3 separate regions of the Rattus norvegicus genome follow, and all the other regions are linked to region 1. The links are chromatin contacts, called in public Hi-C maps. All regions are on one chromosome and are shown on one strand. The core of a region is the stretch at or near the end of the contact, and the rest is flanking DNA. Distances in the headings are between cores, read along the strand shown. Region 1 holds the start of Egr2 (early growth response 2). Region 2 holds the start of Rtkn2 (rhotekin 2). Region 3 has its middle 64 kb from the start of Zfp365.

Region 1 (4,153 bases), core at 437-2,936:
TCCAACAGGTGGGGAAACTGAGGCCTGGAGAGACAGTAAGAAGTTAGTCAGAGTCTAGGACTCAAGAACTGTATCTCCAAGAAGCAGGGCATGCCCCTTCCTGCCTCTATTCCCCAGGCATCTGCAAGAGTAAAACACCCAATAACAGCAACAATATCAAACAATTTCCCATCTGCCTCGGACTTCTCTCCCACTCCTTTGCCTTGTGGTCCTACCGCGGAGGCAACCGCACAGACACCAGTAAAAGAACGGACCAATCCCAAGCGGCACACAGAAGGTGCCAGCCGCGGGAGAGGGGAACCCCAGAATGGGTAAGTGGGTGGGTGATGTTCTTGCTGCTAATTCCTGGTGCCACCTCCCCCTTCCTCTCCCGCTGCGCTTCAGCTGAAGACTGCCAGTAGGAACCCGGGCAGCGGAGGAAGGAGTCTAGGGTTCCCTTCCCTCCCATCAACCTCGGCCAAGCCCGACACCCGCGCATCCCTGCCTTAGCCTAAGACTAAGAGTCTGGGCTTCTAGGAAGGCGCGGGGGCTGAGGAAGACGACTTTACACAGCATTGCCAAGGAACCCGGAGCACACTGGAGCCAGCGCGGGCCTCCCTAGGCATTCCCCCTTGCCGCTTCCCGCTGTTATTTGCCCTGCTCCGTCTGGCTAACCCCATTCACTCCGGGGCTATGCGCAAGTTGGGTGGTGCCTCTCAGCCGCATCAGAAGCGTAACGCGCTCGTTGAGCCTCCCCGAGTGGGCTCTGCCCAGAGAGCGCTGCCCGCGCGTTTCCTAAGCGCTCCCCTGCCACTTAGCTCTCCAGAGGCGCAGCTTTAGCCTGACTGCTGAACTTTCCCATCACTTTAACCCTATCCCAGAAGCGCAGAGTCCTGCTGATGGACCTGACTCAAGAACCAGGAGCGGGTGATCCTTCAGCCCTGCGTCCAGCCAAAGCTGGGCGCGCCCGGAGCCGCAGGCATGAGGGTTGCTTTTGGTGACCAGGTGCATCTGCCCGCGCGGCGCGCACGGCCTAGGAGCCCTTGTCCGTTCTTTCCCCCGCCCCCCCTGCACCCACTTCCAGTCTTCAGAGGCAGTGTGGTCAGCGCCGTCCACCTCAAGTCCCTATTCTCCCCACCAAGCCCCACACACCCACCGTTCCCCACCCACAAGCTCCGAAGAGGACACACAGCTTACCTCCAGCCACTCCGTTCATCTGATCAAAGGGGCCTCCCAGTTCACCATTGGGGAAGATGGTCACCGACGGGGCGGCGAGGTCTTCCACCGGGTAGAGGCTGTCAGGCAGCTGGTGCATAAAACCACTGAGAGTTACTGGGATTTTGTCTACGGCCTTGGCGGTCATCATTTGCTCCTCGCACAACCTGGAGACCCAACTCCCTCGCTACCTGGAGTGCCAGAGAAGCCGTTTTTGGAGAGGGGTTGGACTGAGCCTGGGATGGTATCTCCTTTTGCCCTCCACACTTAGAAAAGACCACCACCACCACACATCCACACACACACAAAAAAAAAATTCTAACAGAAATAAAACTAGCAACCAAGTTGTTGGCTTCTTAAGGAAGAAAAAAAAATGGCTATCTGCCACTGACTCTCTCCTGCCTGGGATCCGGCTGTTGGGGAGCCAGGAGTTGCTGATGTAGTGTTATTATAACAGTCAGTGTGTCCCCTCGCCCAGCAATTAATGAATCGCTGCTCTCTCAGACGGAAAGTGTTAGGCTCGGAGTATTTATGGGCAGGTCTTCAATAACCCGTGACGTCGCTGCCCATATATGGACTGAGGAACAGGGCTGGGCCTGGTAGCTTTTGCCGGTCACATGGCCAATTTGCATACGGGCTTGGCTGCGCGGGCTCCGCCGAGCTCGCCCGGAACGATTCGCTGCCGGTGGACAACCGCCCGGGTCTGGAGCTCTCGGCCCCTGCCTGCAACGGGGACTCCGGACTGCAGAGTTCAGCGCGGGGAAGGCGCGATCACCGACCCTGACGCGGCTGCCGTGGGTGAACCCACGGGCAGCGATGGTAGCTCTGTCTCTTGGGGCGGGGAGGAATTCCGGTTCTCCGAGACTTTCCAAAAAAGGAGAAGATCCGGTAGTGGCGGCTCCGCCTCCCCAGCCCTTGTTTGGGAGCCATTCCGGAAAATTAAACTTCGGAAAGAAACCGAGCGCTGCCGAGACACTACAGTCAAACCCCTCCTTCACTTTCTTGGCAGCTCAAAACCGCAAGCAAAAGAAAAAAAAAAAAAGACAGAGAAAAAAAGAGAGAGAGAGAGAAGAAAAAAAAAATTACCCGCACTCACGGAAGCTGACTGCCTTTTTCTGAATTACACGGTGGAAAGTAGTGTCTGGTGATAAGAGTAAATGCGGTCTTGCTTTTTTGGAAAGTCTGTGCTATTTATACAGGAGTGAAAACGGAACAGGTCTGGGCTGTTTGTTTGTTTAAGTATTTTAGGTAACTTGAGGGTAGGGGTTAGGGTAGAGAGAATGGAGCAGAAGAGCTGCTGGAGCTTCCAGAGAGATCCTCGGCCAGAGGCACCCCCACCCCCACGCCCCCTGCCCGCGCTCTCCCGCTCCCTCCCCTCCAGCTGCTGCACAAAGCGGGCGCCCTTCCCGGCGTGTCTGGGCGGTCGGCTGCGTGGGGGCGACCAGATGGAAGCTTGGACACTCACCCTGCCCGCTGCGCGCGCGCGCGCGTACACACACACACACACACACACACACACACACACACACACACACTCCACTTCCGCTACACACTCTCCCTCCTCCGCTGCTCTCTGACAAACCCACTCCACACACCTTAACGCTACACACCACACACCTCCCTCCTGACAGCGCGCGCGTGTGCGCTCGCCGGCCAGGCGACAGACAGGATACCCTAGGAAGACACTGCGCTCACCTACACAACCCACCAAACCCCCTGCCCCATCCCTATGCGTACACTTTCCAAGGGTGCATCCTACCACCGGCGCCTAAGGTCTACCCCAGGAATAGCCTTCCCCTCCCTTGCTTAGAGCTTGTTCGGCGATGAGTGACAACAAATGACAGTTTCGGGTCGCCGTGGCCCCCACACGTGTTTTCCTCGGCAAACAAACAAACAAACATGCCCTTCCAGTAGAAATCTTCCTGTTAAATGACCAAAACTTTTCAGAGAGCTAAAACTGCTGGCCCTCCGGACTTTCGGCTCCCACCTCCCCACACGCCCAGCCCGCATCCGATGCGCTCCGGCTGCCGCAGGGTACCCAAGCCCGAGGCTCCGCGACCTGCGTAGCCTGGGATCGCAGGCGCGGGCTGGGAAACTGCGCTGCCCTTCCCAGCTCCAAAGTCCCGCAGCGAAGGGATCCAGCCCGAGCTAGGCAGTTCTCTTTCTTGACCCACGCTACCGGGAGCAGCGAGGATCCCGGGTAGGCAGGAGCCACGGCGCCACGCCGTGGAGGGAGCGCGGCGCTGCAGGCGCTCTCCCGCCCATCACCTGTGGTGCCCGCGGCCGCGGCGCGCCGGCTCCTGCCCGCTTGGAGTACCATGGTCAGGGGAGCCCCAGGGCCACCGGGAGCCGGCTTGTCGCCGCTCTCCGAGCAGCGCTTTTCTTCCCATGTCAGTCGCGAAAATTGTTCTCCCGGGAATGCTCCTCTCCATGACTTCAAACGCCCCAAAGCATTATCTGGGAAAGTTTCTCGATCGCGGTGTGCGCGGTCTCCTTTCCAATTGGGGATCAAATTCAAAGGGGACAGGAGAGAATGCTCAGCGAGGGTGGAACCTCTGTGGGTGTCCCACCCTCTGAAAAACCCTGCAAAACCCTGTTTCGAAGCGAGAGGGGGGAGAGAAGGAAGAAATAGCCGCGCTCTTACCACGTGCGCCAGCCCGTTCCGCCTGCGCTCCGGCCGGTCCCGCGGCCCCCGCGCTGACCACAGGCAAGACGACGCCTCGGAGGGGAGCCCGACTCTCATCTCCAGCCTGGGTCGGGAAGAAAGGGGGGGTCGGGTTATGCAAATAGAGGTCCCGGTGGTGGGGCTCAGGTTACTGTCCCCCACCAGCCCCAGAGGTGAAGCACCCACCCGCGCGGGAGGCGCAGGCCCTGGCGACTGCTGGCGCTTCGCCGCCGTCGGTGCACGTGGGCGGGAGGATTGTAGCAGCCGCCCCTCTCCCCCGCGCTGTCGCCAACC
Region 2 (4,153 bases), core at 647-3,146, 450 kb before region 1:
CATTTCAGCCGTTCTGCAGCTATGGAAATTAGACTCAGAACGATGCCTGGGTTATTGAGAATTACACAGCAGAATGGGATCTGACCCCAACCTCACTCCAAAACCAACACTCAGTGCATGAAGAGTCGGAAACACCCCCCCCCCCCCGGGCTGAAGCAGAGTGCAAACCACTAAACCTCTGGTCTCATCCTGTTAGATCACAGACTTCATTTGGGGGGAGGGGACGAGTACCAAATAGAAATGCAATGCTAAGTCAAGTCTAAAATTCTGCTCCTGACTCGACTATTCCTGTGAGGTTGAAACCAGTTACTATGTCGTTGTTTATTTGCAAAACCCAAACAAAAGCCAGTTCTACACTTTAATTATTTTGATATTATGCTTAGAAATTGCTATCTTGCCATATTTACATAAACAAGCCTTAATATATTTGCTATATATACCAGCGGCTTTGTCATCCTCTCTTCTCTACCATCCTTAAATGTCACTGTCGCACACACTAATAAGCACACTTGGATGGCCACATCAGCACTCACAGGATCCCTACGGGAAACTCGACAGATCTTCATTCAGTTCGGTAAAAGTAGAGGCTGTGATGACAATCAACGTAGGAATGGGATGTGGCTCAGGTGATCTAGGGCTTGCCTAGAATGCACAAGGCACTGGGTTAGACCCCAGCTCCGCTCCACAAAAGTCAGGCTTGGTGGGGCACTCCTATAAACTCCACAGTAAGAAAGTAGAGGCAAGCGGAGCCTCAGGAGTTCAAGGCTACCTTTAGAAAAGACAACCAGGACACCCAGAATACACAACAAAATAAGAAGAAATACTTCACAAGAGAGTTGAAAGTTTTCTGTATGTTACTGGAAAACAGGTCCTATGATTACTAATACGGTTTGCAGAATAACTTGAAGCCTGGCTCAACTCTCCAGAGAATTACAGAGGGCTTTCTAACAAGGCAGTAGAAATTCTGTGAACCTGCAGTCTTCGTCTAGATAGAATTACTATTATACTTCAGGAGCCGGTAAGAGGTGAAAATTAAAACGGAAATGAAGATGGAGCTAAAAAGGGCATAAGGGTCTTCTTTTAATTAAAGTGCTAAAATAATGAACAGAAAGTATACTTTTAACTCTTGACTGGGGTTCCCAAGAAATACTCTCGACAACACTAAAATGTAAAAGGTTTTGAACACATCTAAAGATGGCTAAACAACAAACAAACAAACAAACAAAACCAACCAAACAAAAAAACCCCACTGGATTTATTTGCAACTCAGTGTTTTTTCCTAGTATTTGTTCAAGAATCCACGTTTAAACTTACACCTTCCTGGAAAGCTAAGAACATGCCTTTTGAGCGTCCACCCCGCGGTCACCCCACAGTCTGATGCTTGCCCACATCGCTGAAAGCAGCACCTTGCACTAGATGCCCAGCTGCGTAGGCTGCGAAGACACTGGGAGCAAACCGGGGACCGGCTCCCGGGGCATCACCTCCTCTGCAAGCCTAGGAAGACCCGCAGGTGGGAAGGGCCCCGGCGTCCTCCTCCAGCCCCGGCCCTCGCTCTCCTCCTCGGGTGCAGCCTACAGGCGTGCAACGCCACGGAGCTCGCCCGGCTCCGGATCTCGGTCCAGGCTGCCACTCTCCAGTCCCGGCCTCGCTCACCTGCTGCGCGGCGAGGCCCCTCAGCAGCTGCCCTTCCATTTCGGCGCACGTCAACCACGATTTGAAAAGCGCGCCCCGGGGCTGCAGCTGCAGACCGCACCAACCGCTCGGCCGTACCAAGTCCGAGCTGCAGGGGAACCCGGCCCACGACGCCGCGCAAGCGCACTAGGGTCCGCTCCGTCTCTAGAACAGCACGAGACCCGAGGACTCTGCACAGACCCTCTGCTACAGCCGGCCTTAAGCAAGGGCGGGGAGTGGGCGGAGCCTGGATATGCGGTGGGCGGGGTTTGAATAAGAGCGGGCTCGGATGGGTGGGGTCTGTGGTGGGTGGGGCCTGAACTAAGAAGACCCTCATGGGTAGGCTGGACCAGAGCGGAGTGGGTGTGTTTGTGTCTGTCAGTGGGCGGGGCCCCAGCCAGTGGGCGTGGTGGAGTCTTAGAGAAGGTCTCCCTTTAGAAGCCTCAAACAGGTGGTTTTCTTGTCAGGTTTCTTCTTGCGTCCTGCTTGAAGTTCTTTAAAGGAATGGACTGACTGGACCTCACAGACCAGTCAGGGATGTAAGACCCCATTATCTGTCTCTCAAACATGGTTTCACCCAAAGATCATGCTCTGAAAGGCTGGGTGGGGAGACAGGCACCATATGAGACATTTTGCGAGTACTCCCCCTGGGTTTGTCTACATCTAAAGTGACAGCAAACAAATGTGCAGAAGCCTGGTCGTTAGCACGGGCTTTTATTAAGAGAGAGGAGGGGGAGATGCTGAAATGCTGAACTCGAGGCCTTAAGCATGACAAGATATTTGTTCACCACTGAGCTAACCAGTTTAGACTTTTAATTAGAGGATGTCCACACCCCTGTAAAGTGTTTAAAATTATCCCTTGGCATATCTTGTACCGGAAATGTGAAGGGCTTTGGACGTTTTCCTCCTGAGGGAAGACTCTACCAAATCAACCTCCTACCTCACCTCATTAAAGACCTGGGCAACACTCCTTCTATAAACAGTCTGGCCCTGTTTATTTTGGGGACATCCTTTCTTGGGTATGTTGTCCCAGTGGTCCCCCTATCTTCCACTTGTTCCAAGGTGAACTTTAAATGATATGGCCGTCTTGCTCACAGACCTCCTTGTTAAGGCAGTCAATTGAATGGTGTACTTCTTAAAAAGAAATCGAGTGTGTCAGTGAGATGGCTCAGCAAGGAAAGGTACCTACGTAATGCCAAAGCTCCTGACCTGAGTTCCAATTCCCAGTGTCCAATGGTGGAAGGACAGAACCAACTCCCCAAAGTAATGTCCATGTGCACCAGGATGTGGGCATACCTCCCCCAAACACTGAACACAGACACACGCACACACACACACACACACACACACACACACACACACACACACACGGGGCGGGAGAGAGAGATGCATATCCATATATATTATATATATAATTATCCATATATGTATATATGTATATATATGTATATATGTGCATATATGTATATGTATATATGTATATATATGTGTGTATATGTATATATATATAAAATTCCTTCCTCTCAAGTGGATAATTGCCTAGTTGAGAACCTCTGGACTAGATGATTCTAGAAGCTGCTGCCCAGTTAGGAGTGATTTTCCTCTTACTTTAGCAGCCCGTAATGACCCACAATTGTAAAGTAGGTGAAACTCAAAATTACCAACGCCCACCTCACCCAGGTGTCTCCAAACACGGGTCTGAATTCCATTCCCGTGAAGTGCCCTTTGACCCAGCGCACGGGTCTCTTGTGCTGCTCCTTTGTGATGTAATTAGCTGCAGGAGCCGGGCATCACGCCTGACACACAAATGAAGACGTACACACGGTAAATGAACTGTACACAGAGAGCTCATCGTCAGACTCACAGCATTTACCCTGTAACACACACAGCGCTCAGACTCAGACCAAAGCGCCTTGAGAGAGAAAACCAAAAAGGTGACCGGTTTCAAAGTGAGCACCGATGTGAAAATGGATGAGTATTGCAGGATTAATAATCCTAGGAAGAAATCTAGAAGAGGCTGTGTTTGGTACTTACCTATAGACTATAGGTAGTTGCCATTAAAGACCTTTCTCTTTGCAGAAGAAATGATGTGGGACTATCTCTTTCTAAGGCATCCGGGGATGTGTCCCGGAAGTGCTGAAGCTAGATCCTGTCCTAGCTGGTGATTAAAGTGTCTCAGAATAGGGTTTCTGTTTCCTTATTTATCCCTAGGCATTTTGTTTTGTTACTGCTGATTTCATCAAACATAGTTCTCTTTGATGTCTGTAATGATGTCTGTAAAAATAGAAGCAGCCATCAAAACACCACAAGCTTAAAGGGCGGTGGCTGAGGATGCACCCCACTTAGCAAGATGGTTGCCTGCACAAGGTCCTGAGTTCATCTCCCAGCATGGCTTCTACTGGGCGTGGCGCTACATGGGGGGAAACCTAGTACACCAGAGATAAGGGCGAGACAATCAAAAGTTACAAGTTATCCTTGCCTA
Region 3 (4,153 bases), core at 876-3,375, 330 kb before region 1:
TACCTTTTCCTTTGCCTTTTGGTCCTGAGACCAGGCCTCATTATACAGCACAGGCTGACCCGAGACTCACAATGCTAGTCAGGCCACCGCTTTGGTTAGCCTGATACAATTTCCATAGATCATCTGGCCTTTACATTTCTTCAGTTTCTATTTCAATTTTATCTGACTGGATCTGCTCATAAGCAAAATGAGTGCAGGAATGAAGGGCCCACTTGGACGACTTACACTAAACTTCTCTAGTGCTGATGATTCAAATTTAAGCAAAAAAAGAAAAAAAAAACAGAGATATGATCGCTCTGCCTGCATCATCTACCTCTTACTCACAGTTGATCATTTTATTAGGATGTGAAGATTCTCGGTCTATAAACAGGATCTGGGCTATAATACTGGCTAATCATACTTAAGCCCTTGACGTGTCATGCCCTGTCCAAAGCACTAATATCTAGTTTAATCACTCCACAGTGCTATGAGACAGGTATTATTATTGTCCACCATTTAAAGATCAGGAGAAGGGGATAGGTGAGTGTGGTGTTCATAAGTGGCTCAGTAAGTCTGGGGCATTGGGCGGGTTTCGTAGGCCTGTAACCTGTGCCCTGAAGCAGACCTCTATATTCAGACATGCTCCCCACGTGCTCTCCTGCTCTAGGGCATCCTTAACAGTTGTTGAATGTAAGGTCCTTCATTTCAATTCTACACAGAGTCAGGTAGCTTCGTGGGGTAGAGTCGAGCCTCACATTGGAGGGGTGTGCTGTGAACTGCTGTTGTTCTGCTGATGCATGTAACCCTAAATGAAGCCAGCAGAAGGAAAGAAAATGAGCTCAGGAACGAAGGGAAAGCCCTAGTGACAGTGAGCCAGGACCACACCGTGTATGTGAGAGAAGATGCCGAAAAAAAACGAATCTGGGAAGGGTATACAAAAACACACCCTTTCTGCCTAAGTTAACAGTTCTTGGATACTGTTCTTGGAAAATGAAATGAAAAAAAAAAACAAAACAAACAAACAAAAAAATGAAAATTCTTCTTTCTTAGGAAATGCACAGCCCCCTGACATAGAGTTCACTTTGCCGCAGGTATCACATGGATCTTTATTGAAACAAACCACTCACTATAGAAGGCTGACGGCCGTAATACAATGGGCAGATTGGTTAGTGTCTCCCAGCTGGGGACAGCATCACACGATACAGCCTGTATACTAAGAGCAGTGGTTCTCAACCTTCCTAATGCAGTTCCTCACGTTACAGTGACATCCCCAACCTAAAATTATTTTCCTTACTGCCTCACAACTGTAATTTTGCTACCGTTATGAGTCATACTGTAAATATCTGATGTACAGTATATTCGGTATGTAGGGGCTGCGACCCACAGATTGAAAACCACCAACTTAGAGGCTCTTCCACCCTTGGCCCAGTTGAGCTGTAGTTCAGATAGTACCCAGAAAACACTGGCCACAAACAGATCGAGGCAGGGTAAACAATGAATACCCCAAATATATGAAGCATTGTGTCATGTCTTTTTCTACTGCCTCTCCATTTCCCACCTTTCCCAACCCGGTTCCCTTTTCTTTGGTATCCAGCCACTGACTCTTCGTGTCACCCCTTGAAGCCATTGTTTTGCTGTGCCAGCCCCCGCCTGTTCTCGCTCCCTCGCACGAGTTGCCCAATTTGGGCTACTCATCTTTAGCTTGTTTAATTTGGCCTCAAGGGTCCTCATGGCTTGGCAGAGAGGTGAAGCTTGGCTCACTCCTTCATGGGTGGATTTGTTCAGTGGAGGACCAGGGCTAGGGTCGACGGCAGTTAAAAAAAAAAACACTGAAGTGGAAACTAGGGCAGAGGTCCCAGCATCCATGTGTCGTGACCCGCTGAGGCTTGGCCACCTGTCTGGAGAGATTTGAGGCTTCCATGCCTCGGGAGGAACAAGTCTTTTAGCTTCGTTCCCACTTCTTAATCAGAAAAACTGCCCTTGCTTGTCATGCAGGTCCTTGGCAAAGGTTCAGTGGGCGTTACCCACATTCCCCCTCTCGCCACACCCCAGCTCCACAATGGCCACCATTGTCTCCCGAAGGACTTCTCTTGTGCCTGAGGAGACTGGCACAGACAGCTCACTGCACCCAGCTGAGAAGTTCAGCCTCTCAGAACTGGACTCAAGCTGTTCCCAACAGCCCACATTCCACAATGAAGGACTGTCCTGTAGTAGGTGACAGAATGAGTCACTTTCTTTCTTCACTCTGGATTAAGGATGAAGACTGAACAATCAAAGTAATACTCGCCCTTAGCCCCAGGTTTGTTTACAGGAGCCCCACTATGCGCTCTCAAGCAACCAGGAGAAAGCCATTGTTTCTGCTTTGCCAATGCGGAAACTCAGTTTCGCAGTGGTGATTGGCCCACTGTTTATCTCAGGGGTTAGCCGGAATCTTCCCGTGCCAGGAAGAGTGTGTCTGTGTTACTGAGTCAGATCCCTGAAAGCTGTTTTAAAAAGATTAGGAGATATAGGGAGAGCACAGGTCCAACTCTGGGTTATATGAGAAAAAGAGAGAAAAGAAAGGAGTATATGAAGTTGGGAAGAGGTGGGAGGGTGAAGAATGGGTTTGATAGGAGTTAGGGGAAGACTAAAGTGGATGCATATGGTAAAAATAAATTGCAAGAATATTTAAAATTCTCAAAGAATTTATATATAATGAAGATGATTTACATATACATGCATACATATATGTACACATACATATATGCACATACACACATACATATATGCATACACATAAATGTACACGTACATATAAATTGTACAAATATATATGCATATATACATATTTACATATGTATATAGGCACATATGTACATATACATATATACATATACATATATGTACATTGACATATACACATAAATTATACACACATATGCATATTACATATATACATGCATATATACATACATATATATGCACATATTTACATATATACATACACAATGTACATATACACATACATATAGTACATATATAGACATGCATAGACATATATACATATACAATGTGCATATGTATATATGTATATATATATATTAAAAAAGAAGAAGGAAACAGTATTCTTGCAGAGATCCTTCAAGAATGCTGACCTCAGCATCCCTGGCTACATGCAGTTTTGGTTGGGCTCCTCAGAAAGGGCCAGCTTTGTACCAGGGACCGAGGAAATTGCTGGAGGTTAGGAAGGAGCTGTGACCCTTCAAAGGGAATTAATTGCTCTCAGGTAATGACTTTGCAGTCTTTATTTTTAAAGATTTACTTACTTGTGTATAGGGTGAGGTATATGTGTCGAGGTCAGAGGACGATTTGAAAGGGTGATTCTCTCCTCCAGAGACTGAACCCAGGTTGTGTGAGAGGTACCTTTGCTGGTTGAGACAGCTCACCAGCCTAGTAGAATTTTCTAAGTTATGTAAATATTGGTGACTGTAAGAGAGTAAAAGAAAGCAATGTGGAGTTACTCGGTCTATTCAGTAGAATTATTGGATATTGCATATCTAAAACCGTGGTGTTGCATCTTGCCTTTTCAAAATAAGTTTGTCTCTAGAAAACTCTCCCTGAGGAAATGAATTGGGACACATGTGAAGCTATTTGGAAACATCAAAATAATTTGTGTTTAATAACCTATAGTGCGTCAGTACCGCTGTGTCCTGATGCTTTACAGAAGAGATGATGTTCATGCTGTAGAGACTGTGGTTGAAAGCAGGAGGAATTCTAAGCCCTGTTCTCTTGGGCTCACAAACCCATGGGGTCACTTTTATTTATGGGACATCATTGGTAAAGTTTCCAGTTCTCCGAGGAGGTCAGGATGGGCTGTCACATGTGCCTTATGAAGAACGTTAGGTACTTGTGAATATTGGCTGTTGTCAAGGAAGTAGCTACCAAAAGGGATGTCTCCACGGCTCATTAAATGGAAACTGGATTTGTAAGGTGGTTCTGTGGCTGAGGGAGCTTGCAGCCAAGCATAATGACTGTAGTTCAATCCCTGGATTCCATATAGTAGAAAGACAACCAGTTCCCTGAAAGTTATCTTTTGAACCCCAACAAGCACACAGACACACATGGAATAAGCGTAATGTTTTTTTAAACTTTTCTTTTTTTCTTTTCTTTTCTTTTTTTTTTTTTTTTTTCGGAG

Evidence for each region. A called contact is a pair of places that touch in the nucleus more often than the background predicts.
Region 2: a Hi-C map of Schwann cells shows a contact between it and region 1, with 8 times the contacts expected there. The contact joins the promoter of Rtkn2 here to the promoter of Egr2 in region 1. A contact is called at or near these places in 7 of 12 Hi-C or Micro-C datasets (Schwann cells, frontal cortex, hepatocytes and 4 more).
Region 3: a contact with region 1 is called in a Hi-C map of Schwann cells, with 6 times the contacts expected there. The contact joins the enhancer-like site here to the promoter of Egr2 in region 1. A contact is called at or near these places in 10 of 12 Hi-C or Micro-C datasets (Schwann cells, frontal cortex, hepatocytes and 5 more) and 1 of 1 datasets of contacts at active chromatin or transcription factors (oligodendrocytes).

What each region holds. Positions count from the first base shown.
Region 1 is chr20:21,052,755-21,056,907 of GRCr8, forward strand. Egr2 (early growth response 2) reads right to left here and starts at 1,687. Exons shown (of 2, transcript NM_053633.2): 1 at 1,177-1,687. The coding sequence starts at 1,345.
Region 2 is chr20:20,606,966-20,611,118 of GRCr8, forward strand. Rtkn2 (rhotekin 2) reads right to left here and starts at 1,897. Exons shown (of 12, transcript NM_001107625.2): 1 at 1,654-1,897. The coding sequence starts at 1,692.
Region 3 is chr20:20,726,941-20,731,093 of GRCr8, forward strand. No RefSeq gene overlaps it. Among named protein-coding and RNA genes, the nearest start is that of Zfp365, 64 kb to the left of the region's middle. Within about 2 kb of position 2,126, at least 46 of the 93 cell types and tissues checked have an H3K27ac peak or open chromatin away from gene starts, as enhancers often do. A contact at or near this core is called in Schwann cells, where this site is marked.